Regions from separate parts of the Mus musculus genome. Here all the other regions are linked to region 2. Evidence: chromatin contacts called from public HiChIP or PLAC-seq data. All regions are on one chromosome and are shown on one strand. The core of a region is the stretch at or near the end of the contact, and the rest is flanking DNA. Distances in the headings are between cores, read along the strand shown.

Region 1 (3,794 bases), core at 425-2,924, 200 kb before region 2:
ACTAGAGTCATGTGAGTTAAAAGATATAGCTTTTGCTGTTGTTTTAGTTAAAATTTAAAACTTAGTAGTAGTCTCACACTATAGACTAGGCTGCTGTGTAACTTGTGATGATCTTGTCCCAAGCTGTGCAGCAGTTGGTGTTAGAGCTTGCACCATTGTACTTAACTTCCTGCCTCCCTTCCTTTCTTCCTCCTTGTCTTTACTTCTTTATTCCTTTTTTCTTTTTCTGACAGTTTTGATATGTAGCCCGAACTGACCCTCACATACATGTCAGTGTCGTTGCCTCTGCCTTGTAAGTGCTGGCATTCTATGTGTATGCCACCGTGCCTGGCTTTTGCAATTTGAAATCTATTAATTGATTTGTTTGTTCTTTCATTCATTCATTTATTCTTTTATTTATTTATTTATTTGCTAATTTTCTATTCACATATAGTGTATTTTGGTCATTTTTACTCCTTATTACATCTATTATCTCCTTGTCACTCCTGTGGAGTCCTATCTTCTTTCTAAAAAGTCCCTTCTTTTTCTCTCATGTCTCTTTAACATTATTGTTTCATGATCCATGAAGTTCAGTTGGAGTTGCTTGCCAAGAATATGGGTATGGGGTTGTTTACTAAAATACGGACAAGTTATTAGTGACTTCACCATTCCAGAGCCCACCTTCAGCAACTCTTGCTACCAAACATCTTCTCTGTGATAAAACATTGATTGGTTACAATTTTTTAAATTAAAAACAAAAAGTCAAGAAGGCATATAACTAGAACAGCTCAGGCTGCCATGGTTATCAAATACATAGAATTTTTATTTCTGATACTCTAAGATCATTTTGGAAATTAATAGCTACTTTTTGTAAAACTTGTTTGCTTTTGTAGTGTCGGGATTGTGCCTGGGCTTCATGCTTGGATGTACTCTACCGCCAACTCGTGTGGCCTCTTTACTTCCTATTCTGAGGCATAGTCCCCCCTGAGCTGCAGGGGCTGTCCTTGAGCTCCCTCTGAAGTCCAGGCACACCTTGATTTTGAAATCATCCTACTTCAGTTCCCCAGACAGCTGGGATTATAGGCCTGTGCACCACACTGCATGGTTTTCTCCTCTATTCCATTGCTAGGAAGTGTTGAATGAATATTAGGATCACTAGAAGGCAGCAAAATGATGTAAGTCCCCATCTCATTTAAATCAATCAAATGAAAAAAAATGACTTAACAAAAGAGGCTCTTTGCTTTTAGAAATATTTTTTTTACTTGTTTTATTTCTTCTTTAGACAATATCACACAGTGTAGTCCAGACAGGTCTGCAAAGTACTTTGTAGTAATGTTGACTTCTAACAAGGCAATTCTTCTATCTCACATTACTGAGTGTCTTACAGGTATGGGCCATTATGCCTGTTGGGGTCCAGGAGTCACCCCACAAACCACACAGTGATCTCAGTCAGACAGGGATGGTTTATTGAATGCACACCCTAATGTTGATCGATTAGAGCTGTAGCTCAGAATTCAGGGCCTGAGCTATGGCTACAAACATCTTTCTCTGTCAGCTTTAAAGCTAAAACCACAAAAACCACAGTGAGCTCATGCGCAGGTGCAGGAAGTGCGGCCCAGTGGTCAGCTCTGACTCAAGCCGTTTTACACATAGCAGTTCATATTGTCTTTAAATTGTTGGGTCCTTTGTAAAGCTTTGTGGAATTTCTTAAGATTAATAGACCTCACACAGAACATAACAGGGGATGTGGTCAGCATGACCTTGCTCTGAGTCAGTTATCAAGTGATATGGAGCAAAGTCCATGGATATGTGGGAGCTAGAAGGCAGAAATGGGATCAGTATGATCCTATTTCATTGACAGTATGAAACCCTCTATGATCAAGAAAATATGTAAAAGCAATACAATTATTATACAATTGTTTTGAGTTAATATGAGTTAATAATTATATTTAATTTTTCTCTAAAAATGTATTAGCCCATTAAGATGACTCAGCAGGTAAAAACACTTAACCCAAGCCAGAAAAAAAACCTGTGTTCAATCCCCAGGACCCACATGGTGGAAGGAGAGAACTGACTTCCACAAATTGTTCTCTGACCTCCACACACCTGTTATAGCATCCACACATGCACACACACTACATAAATAAATAAGCGGACTTTGAATCATTGAATGCTCAAAAATTAAAGCCATGTCTGGAAGTACAGTTCTGTGACATCAGCTGTGAGCTTTTTAGGTTGGAGATGAGGAGGGATCAACCTTTGGAGGTCATGGGCTACCAGCATAGCAGAATTGACGACGTGCAAGTTCAGTGACGGACCCTATCTTGTGATAGAGGAGCTCACCTGAGGACAACCTCTGACCTCCTTGTACACATGCATGTACCCAAGCATTCACACAGGCGTGCACATTCACGCAAATAAGTACATGTACCATATACACACTTTTTTTAATTTTAAAGAAATTAAACAAAAGAAGGGTACAAATATTGATGTAGATGTGGGGGGAAAAGAGCTCTTAATGTTCTGCTAGCAGGAGTGTAAACCAGTGTAGCCACTTTGAAGGTTTCTGAAGACCTAGAAATAGAAATGCCATATGATGCACCTATAGCACTTCTGGGCATATACTCAAAGGCTTTCTGTCTTATATAGAGGTACGTGCACATTCATGAGCATTGCTGTTCTAGTCCCAATAGCTAGGATATTGAATCAACCTATATGTCCATCATCAATTGATGGACTGATAATCAAAATGTGGTACAAAACCAGGTAAATCTTAATAGTTTTTTTTCTCTCTCTCTCTCAGGGAGTACTGTCATTTTGAGGAAGGTTCTACTGAAGGGCTCATCTTTTTTTTATTTTTGAAATATATTTTATATTTTATTCTTTGAGAATTTTATACACATATATATTACACCAAACTAAGATCCCATCTGCCCTTTGGTCCCCACTCCCTAGTCCCTCTGATGTCATCATGCATGCCCAACTCCCAACCCCATGCTTTCTTTTTCTTTTCCTTCCTTTTTAAATAACCCACTAAGTCTATTTAGTGTTGTTTTTACATGCACAGGAATGGGGCCATCCACTGGAACATGAGAAACCTACCAAGGGCCACCCCTCCCAACAACTGATTCTGTGATGTTCCCAGAGTTTTGGCACTAAGGTTAATCCCATTTAGGGCTCAGAACACAGAATCACTTATTCTTACCACTCTGACCAAGGATGGATTTTTGCGTTGATCACCTCCCACTGCAAAAGAACTTTTTTGGCCAACGTTGAGAACATCCATATCTATGTCTGTAAACATACATATTTAGAGAGCAGTTTGAAAACATGACTATTTAGCAGAACAACAATGCTAAGTTCTAAGGTACCACTTTTGACAACCTCAACCATGGACTTTTAAAGAGGTTTAGCAGACATGATTTCCCTCCTATGGAGCAGGCCTAAAACTCAGTCAGAAAATGGTTGGTTACTCCATATTAGCCATGTGACCATTGCATGCCACTATTGGATAGATCTTGCCTGGCTGGTCTGTATGGCACCATTCAGGGCCCAACATTGGGGAAGACCACGGATGCTACCACATCGCCCCTCTGGCACTATGACGCTCAGCTAGCAGAGAGGAAGTTTCCTCCTCAGTTTGAAGTTGATTTCTCTATGTCCTACACCCAAAGCATGTGGTGTCTACATCATTAGGCCCTTGTCATAGAGTTATGGTGGGTTACCAGGAGCAGTGGCAACAGCTTTTGTTGTTTCAGCAACCTCTGTGACCTCCCTACCCTGTAACTCAGGGCAACACCCCATTGCCGAGTAAT
Region 2 (3,808 bases), core at 97-2,596:
GCTGTGTCCTCAGGGACTCACTGGCTTTATTTCCTAGTAAGGGCAGAACAGCTGAAGCAGCCAGTCTGCCTCTGAATACTCACCTACAATGAGTTTGAATGGAGCTCATTTCTTCTGGCCTTTAGTGTCTTTAGGTCCGAACATCTATTTCTTGTTGGTTTGACTTCACATTTTTCTTGTGTATGTGAATAAAAATACATTGCAAGTCAGTTCACAGCGCAGAGCTGATTTGCACAAGCCCTGCTACATAGCTTCTGATGCTTTCCGACTAAAGAAGTTCAGAGTCATCAACTATCACGAGGTTCACAGTAGGCTTTTTTTATTCCTGTCACTTGCCTGTGATCCCTCAGCAAAACCCTGACACTCAGTCCTTCTGATGTGGCTGAAGGGCTTAGTCCTTGTTATGACCAGAAAATTGGCCACCTCAGCATGGTGTCAGCAGCAGATTCCTGTTCTGTATACAATTTAAGCCTTGCTGACGCTCAGAATGCAAATATGTCTTGGGTGACTTGGTTTGTCAGGCTCTCTGATACCTGCTTTGGGTTAAGGTGGCCGAGCACTTTAACAGGGAAGCCCTACTTCAGTTAGGGTTGTTTGCCTATCACAATAAAAAACAAATCCCGTTGAGGATGTGTCCAAAGTGTGCACATTCATATGTCTATGCAAATAGCATCTTATACAGCAGAGCGCTCAACTCAGCCCCCTCACATGGAATGCTCAGTGCCTGGAGCTACCGTAGCTTGAGTTTACTGAATGTTGGAGACGAATCGTTCAGGGTCTATGCTTTGTTCAACGATCAGGAATGGATACATATAATTTGGGACCAGAAATAAAATCTGCACAGGCAGAGGGAATTTAATCAAGCCTGAAAAAGAAATGATTATGTTACTTTTTGGAAAGAATCATCTAGTCTGCTGCATTTCCAGTGAGTTAATTTAACTGTCTGGGCAAAAAGTTCCATGTTATTCCAGTGTTATTATGTTCTTACCCACTAACCAGAGGAACAGCATTATTTTAATTTATAACTTGTTATTCCTCTTCATATGTAACCAGTAGGTCAGCAAACCATTTCCTTCAGAGCATAGAGTTGCCTGCTGAATAAAATCAAACTGGCACCTTGTACATTTCTGACATGTTTTGTCCTACCGCAGGACTGAATTGTCATGCTTACATTTGCTCTGCATAAACCATTGTTCTTGCAATACTTTTTTTTTTTTTTTAATGAAAGACTCTCCCCACCTAAAAGCTGATGGGGCACAAGTCACAGTGTCTCAGGAGATCATCAGGCTGGAAATGTAGTTCTGGTTCAAGATCACAGACAACACAGGAAAAGGACACCCTGCCCAGGAAAGAGCATGGCTGCACTACCCAGCCAAGCATGTAACTAACCGTTTAGTCACCTTCTCTGTCTATGAATGACAGGAGTACATTTTCAACAGGCAACCAATTTGGTCTAGAAGGGTTATATTGCAAATCCTCAAAGATTGCTTCTGGAATGTTCTTAGACATTATTTTAGATCTTTTTATGTTGGTTTCACTTCCCGGGCATTATTTCACTGAAAAACCTAATACTTCTTAAAATTAAAAAACAGCCAATGGTTTAATAACAAATGCAAAGTGGTCCTGTGCCAAGGACATTTTAAGAACAATCAGTCACTGCTTAAGACTCATGCAGGTAGGGCTACAGAGTATAAGAAGTGCCCTATAGTCTCAGGATTCCAGGTTTAGTACTTAAGTGAGGATTTGTCAATAAACTAAATCACTCATGGAATCCATGTCACTTGGGAATAAATTGACCACTCTATGTGTCAGCATAGATAATCATCCAATGGTCTGAAAATGGAAAACCCAATGCTGATAATTTCTTTCCATCTATGGTAATGAGCAACTTGGTCATTATCTGAAGTTGGTCATCTGTAATTCAAGTGTGTCAGTATTTAGGGAACCCTGTAAAGACTGGAGTGTGGCACTGTCTGACTTAAAGTAATCTGGATTCGCTGGATTTCTGCAGCCTCTCCCTTTACAAGACTAAACAGAAATGCTATGCTCTCACAAACAGAAAGCAGACCAGACAAGACAGAGCCAGTTTGATCCTATTTTTAACACGCACTTGTTATGTCACCTCGGGCACAGTCCCAAACGTCTACAGCTCAATTTCTTCATCTGGAGGAATTACACAAATCATACATTAATCTAATAGTTGGCTGAGAATGCAAGAGGAGTCAGGAACAGAGTGTTCAAGCATTGCTAAAATTCGAACGAGGATTATTTATAATTGTATTTAACACTATGTTGGCTGACTCTCCTATTTTCAAAGATAAAATAGTTGTTTCATCTCTGTGTGCCACAGGTTGTTTGAAGTATGTTACCTGCTGACATGGCATATAAAATTACATGTGTAAAGACATGTTTGTTATTATTATTTTTTTTTTTAGCTATAAACAGGCACAAAAAACTGCCAGATGCTAAGGTTTGGAAAATGTCTTGCTCGATTACACTTAATTTTGGGGTCTTCTGATATCTACTGTTTAAACAGTGACAAAGTAAAAATGGGAAGATAATTCCATTGCTCAGCTACCAACATATCAGTGGTAAAGCAGCATTGTTTGCCATCAATAGATCAACTGAGATGAAAGTGTTCAATGTCATATGCATGAAGGAGCTGCAACAGCAGAGTTTCCATTTTCAGAGAACAAATGGGACACTGTGTATTATTCTTTGGAAGTGAAATCTTCAATTTGTACAAATCTCCTTTCTTAAGATTCACTGAAGAGTTTGAAATGTAAGTGGCAATTAACCTAGTACTAAATATTCCTTGAATCTAAGATGTAAAAATTTCCATGGCTGGATTGACCGACTCTTCATATTCCCCAGAAATACTTGCAGTCACTGCTGAGTTTGTAACTTGCTCTGTGTCATCCTGAAGAACTTCTAGGTAGCAGTTTAGAGCTTTATTTAGTGGGCTTGGACTGCTCTTGGGCTTGGACTGTTCTTTGACTAAACTTCCATAAAGTTACTATGCAAGTGTCAGAACTCTTGCTACCAATATGAAAAAATACACATAACAGTTTAATAAGTTTATGAACTGACATTTAAGGCTTAAACTAATTTAGAAGAATTATTGAAATGACATTTTATTTCAGGCCTTGCCCCCAGCCCATTTTATTAATTATTAGAATTCAACACAGACTGGAACATTCAAAGAAGCACAAATGTATATAAAAGAAGAGAGGAGCTTTCCTCAAGTGTCTTAGTTAGGGTTTTACTGCTGTGAACAGACACCATGACCAAGGCAAGTCTTATAGAAAACAACATTTAATTGGGGCTGGCTTACAGGTTCAGAGGTTCAGTCCATTATCATCAAGGCAGGAGCATGGCAGTATCCAGGCAGGAATGGCACAGGCAGAGCTGAGAGTTCTATGTCTTCATCCAAAGGCTGCTAGTGAAGACTGACTTCCCAGGCAACTAGGTTGAGGGTCTTAAGCCCACACCCACAGTGACAAACCTATTTCAACCAGGTCACACCTATTCCAACAAGGCAACACCTCCAGATGGTGCCACTCCCTGGTCCAAGAATATACAAACCATGACATCAAGAAAGACCATTTCTCTAACTCTCAGTGGCCCTTAGCTGCCTAGAGTCCTTTGGCTAAGGGTGGAGCCTAGTGAGATGTCTCTATTCCTTGTTAGCATGTTTAAGATACCATTCAGGTCTTGTTTAGGCACGCATGGTGAGTTGGTTATCCAATACCAGGCTGTTAGACTTGAAATCATATATGCATACATGTAATATTATGCAGACTAAACT
Region 3 (3,524 bases), core at 797-3,296, 240 kb after region 2:
TGTAAGCCAGCCCCAGCTAAATATTGTCCTTATATGAGTTGCCTTGGTCATAGTGTCTGTTCACAGCATTAAAACCCTAACCAAGACATTGGACTTACCATTTATTGTATTAGATTGAAAAACCCCCTTCTTAGGCACCACACTCAGCTGATTTTGCTGGGAAAAGCATGAAGCTTAAAATGCACTAGCCCCACTGGCACTCAGGAATCTTGTGTCATGCTTTCCCCATTGTGTTGTGAGTCATATTCTGATATATTTGAATATAAAATGTCCCCAGAAGGGACATGAAACACAACCTCCTGTGGGCCCAGCTAGTGGGACTGTTCTAAGAGGTTATGGGGCCTTTGAAACAGAATTCCCAATGAGCATAGCTCTCTAGGGTTATTGATTACACCCATCTGCAGTTCCAGTACAGTTTCCTCATCCTGTTTCTACCACTCTGTTATATGTTCTTGTGATACCATGATGACCTGTCTCTTCTGAAAATAAGTTGAAATAATATTTTCTACCCTTAAGTTGTTTGCCTCAAGTATTTTGTCATAGCAACAAAAAGTAATACATCCTCTCACATTTCTAGAACATTCCAAACTGTCTCTAATGTCACACACAAAACACTCAATTTCACTTTGCCTGTTGACCTGAATTCCTGTTTTAAATGATAAATTAAGACAATGTAAGAAGCACAATGTCCACAGCCTTCATCTCTGCCTATAACAGAAGGTTCTGCACTTATATTCTTCTTTCCTCTGCGTCCTCTCAGCATTTGGTACCAAAGGTTCTAGCCTAGGTTTTTGCAAAGGGCCACACAGTTCTATGTCTTTTCAAGGCCAATGTCTTGCAGATCCTTCTCAATTGTTGTACTACCACCACCTTTTGTTCTTTTCCAGTTTTCCATAGCTTGCATGCCTAATACCATCTGTTCCCTAGCAACCAGAACTTCTTCCCTTGACATAGTCACACCCCTGCAATTCTACCTTCTTCATCAATATTTCTCCATCCTGTTCTCTCCACATTGTTTGCATTCAATGTTTGCAATTTTCTCGTCCTTTTCCCTAGAATGCCTTCTCACATCTTCCTCTGAGAGAACCCTTCATGGTCACCATTGATGCCTATATTTCTAAATTCAATGACTAGTTCTCAAAGTTCCTCTCTTACCTCACTCACCTAGGGTTTTGACCAGGCTGAAATTGAGTTTCCTATCTGGCTGAAATGATGTCACATTCTTCCAGTTGTCAGTGTACACTTCATTAGCTCCTTTGTCATTTTCTCCTTGTTGCCTCCACCTCCAACACAACGGAGAACCAGAGTTCAATCCTCAAATTCTCCCCACCTCTTTGTTGTATTAGTCTGTGACATGAAACATAATTTATATGGTGCCACATATATTGGGCTACTGCTCATCTATAATTATTTTTATTTTGTTGTCTTATAGGTACCACAGTATCTAACACAGTTGATCATCTCCCAGTCTCTGGGAGTTGGAGCCCCTCTCTTCCTGACCCTTGACTAAGATTTCGAGGTCATCCGTCACTCTTCTCTCAGTGACATCTCACACCTTGTATGTTACTAGAGCATATTAGTTCTCTCTTGGTAATGTTTCTAGATTCCAATTTCCTCCCCATGCCTTAGCTTCTGCTATTGACTCCCTTCCCAACTAGTGTGTCTCCTTTCTACATTTGCCCTCAAACTCTCAAGTCCAGTTTCAATGCACCTTGAATCTTGAATTTTGTTCTTTTATCAGACAAATTGTAAGGGGTTAAATATTCTTTTCTAAGGTGGGGCAATAAGAGTGGATATCATTTTCCTGTCAAATATACAACTGTCATGGCAATTTGCCAACTTTCCACAGAATACTATGTTCCATGCTATGATGTTTAGTAGGTAAGGTGTATTAAATGTTTTGCCTACTTGTAGTATTTTTAATTTAGTACAGAATTATCTGGTTATAGCCCCAATATAAACAGAAAGACATCTGTGTTTCCTGTGAGATTTCATAGAGCTTCTCCTTTTTAAAAACCACCACAATATCACTCATCTGTAGCTTGTTTTACATCCTCCCAAGGCACTTAATATAAGCAAGCACGTTTCTTCCCTACACTACAGGAAGGCATAGTTCATGTACTATGGCTACAAATCAGTCCTAACAATGCACACCATTGGCTCCTGTGACAACAGCTAGGGTAAAAAAGGTGACCCAAGAAGATGTGACGGAAGGCATGCCCAACACACAGGGCAGTTGGTCCACCCATAACCAAAAAGCTAGCTTTGTTTTCACAACAGATCTAACCTACTTCATACAGTGCCTCTCTGAGCCCCTTTGAAGTGATTGTGTGGAAACAGATTCAAAACAGATTCCCATGTCTCGCTCACCATCCCTTTTACCTGAGCCATTGATCTTCTATTCATCATTTTTTATTTTAATTTATGCTCCCTTCGCTCTACTTTCAGTACACAAGTGAAAACGTGTTTGACGTTACTGATGTTCCGCTCCATCCCAGTGTGCCAGTTTGCTCTGCCTCTGGAAAGGTGACCTTTCCTCTGAAGGAGCAAGGGCATAAATAACGTTAGTAGTATCTCCCCCAATGCCTTTGTTGGCATATCTTAACAAATGAATTTGCAAACTCTTAATTTAAGCACTTTAGTATATCAAAATGCATAAAATATAGCTTTTAGTATGTGTGTGTATTTACATGTTTTTAAAAATAAAGAGAAAATACATAATATTTGGATATAGTTTATGAAAATGATTTTCACAAGTTACAGATGTCCTGATAACTCATAAGTACTGAAACTATATAAGGTCATCTCTAATGAGTGAAAACATTTTTTATTTCACACTTCCCACATCATTTTGCTCTGCTTACAAAAATTGCTTGAGATAGTTTAATATTTTTTAAAAAATGGTAGTTTCATCTAACGATCAGAACTGTATAAATATTCTCTTTTACAGTCTGACATTGCTAAATTTACATTTGACAAAAGGGTGTTAGGAATCTTTAAGGTGGTAAGAGAAAGACAATTCTTATAACACACAACTTAAAGAGTAAATGTGTGTTTTTCTAATCATTATAAATAATTCCTTCTATCTATTTCTGTATGACAGATGTCCTTGTAAGATATTGTCAGTGCAGTGCAAAATATTTCAATAAATGTATTCACATTCTAGGACACTCCTGGGGTAGAGCACCAATGTAGAAGTGTAGTACACTATTTCAAAATCATTTTCAAAAACTTCCAGAATTCCATAATTCACTGGGAAAATTAAATCCTAATTTTATAAGTTCATATTAATTATTTGCACACATAGCCATGTAACCTTGACTTCTATCTTTGACATGTTTACCTATCTCAAGAGTTTTCTTTATAATCACATTAGAAGAAAAAAGGAAGTCAACCATCTTAACTGTCAAATTCATCATAGGCGTGTACCTCTCATGAACTTATAATGTTTCAGAGAAAACAGAACTAAAAGGGTCCTGTATGACCATACATGAAAGTTGAGGAAGACTTAAATTTAACTGAAA

What was found. HiChIP or PLAC-seq counts read pairs in DNA pulled down with a chosen protein or histone mark.
Region 1: a RAD21 HiChIP or PLAC-seq map of pro-B cells shows a contact between it and region 2, with 2.3 times the contacts expected there. The contact joins two enhancer-like sites. A contact is called at or near these places in 1 of 39 promoter capture datasets (liver) and 1 of 15 datasets of contacts at CTCF or cohesin (pro-B cells).
Region 3: a contact with region 2 is called in a RAD21 HiChIP or PLAC-seq map of pro-B cells, with 4 times the contacts expected there. The contact joins two enhancer-like sites. A contact is called at or near these places in 1 of 15 datasets of contacts at CTCF or cohesin (pro-B cells) and 1 of 484 Hi-C or Micro-C datasets (uterus).

Annotation. Positions count from the first base shown.
Region 1 is chr5:97,396,162-97,399,955 of GRCm38.p6, forward strand. The region is part of intron 2 of 4930467D21Rik (RIKEN cDNA 4930467D21 gene); the gene reads left to right. Among named protein-coding and RNA genes, the nearest start is that of 4930467D21Rik, 5.6 kb to the left of the region's middle. Within about 2 kb of position 1,675, at least 28 of the 459 cell types and tissues checked have an H3K27ac peak or open chromatin away from gene starts, as enhancers often do. A contact at or near this core is called in pro-B cells, where this site is marked.
Region 2 is chr5:97,600,250-97,604,057 of GRCm38.p6, forward strand. No RefSeq gene overlaps it. Among named protein-coding and RNA genes, the nearest start is that of Gm34029, 34 kb to the right of the region's middle. Within about 2 kb of position 1,347, at least 18 of the 459 cell types and tissues checked have an H3K27ac peak or open chromatin away from gene starts, as enhancers often do. A contact at or near this core is called in pro-B cells, where this site is marked.
Region 3 is chr5:97,840,210-97,843,733 of GRCm38.p6, forward strand. All of the region lies in intron 1 of Gm34097 (a long non-coding RNA gene), which reads right to left. Among named protein-coding and RNA genes, the nearest start is that of Gm34097, 5.0 kb to the right of the region's middle. Within about 2 kb of position 2,047, at least 27 of the 459 cell types and tissues checked have an H3K27ac peak or open chromatin away from gene starts, as enhancers often do. A contact at or near this core is called in pro-B cells, where this site is marked.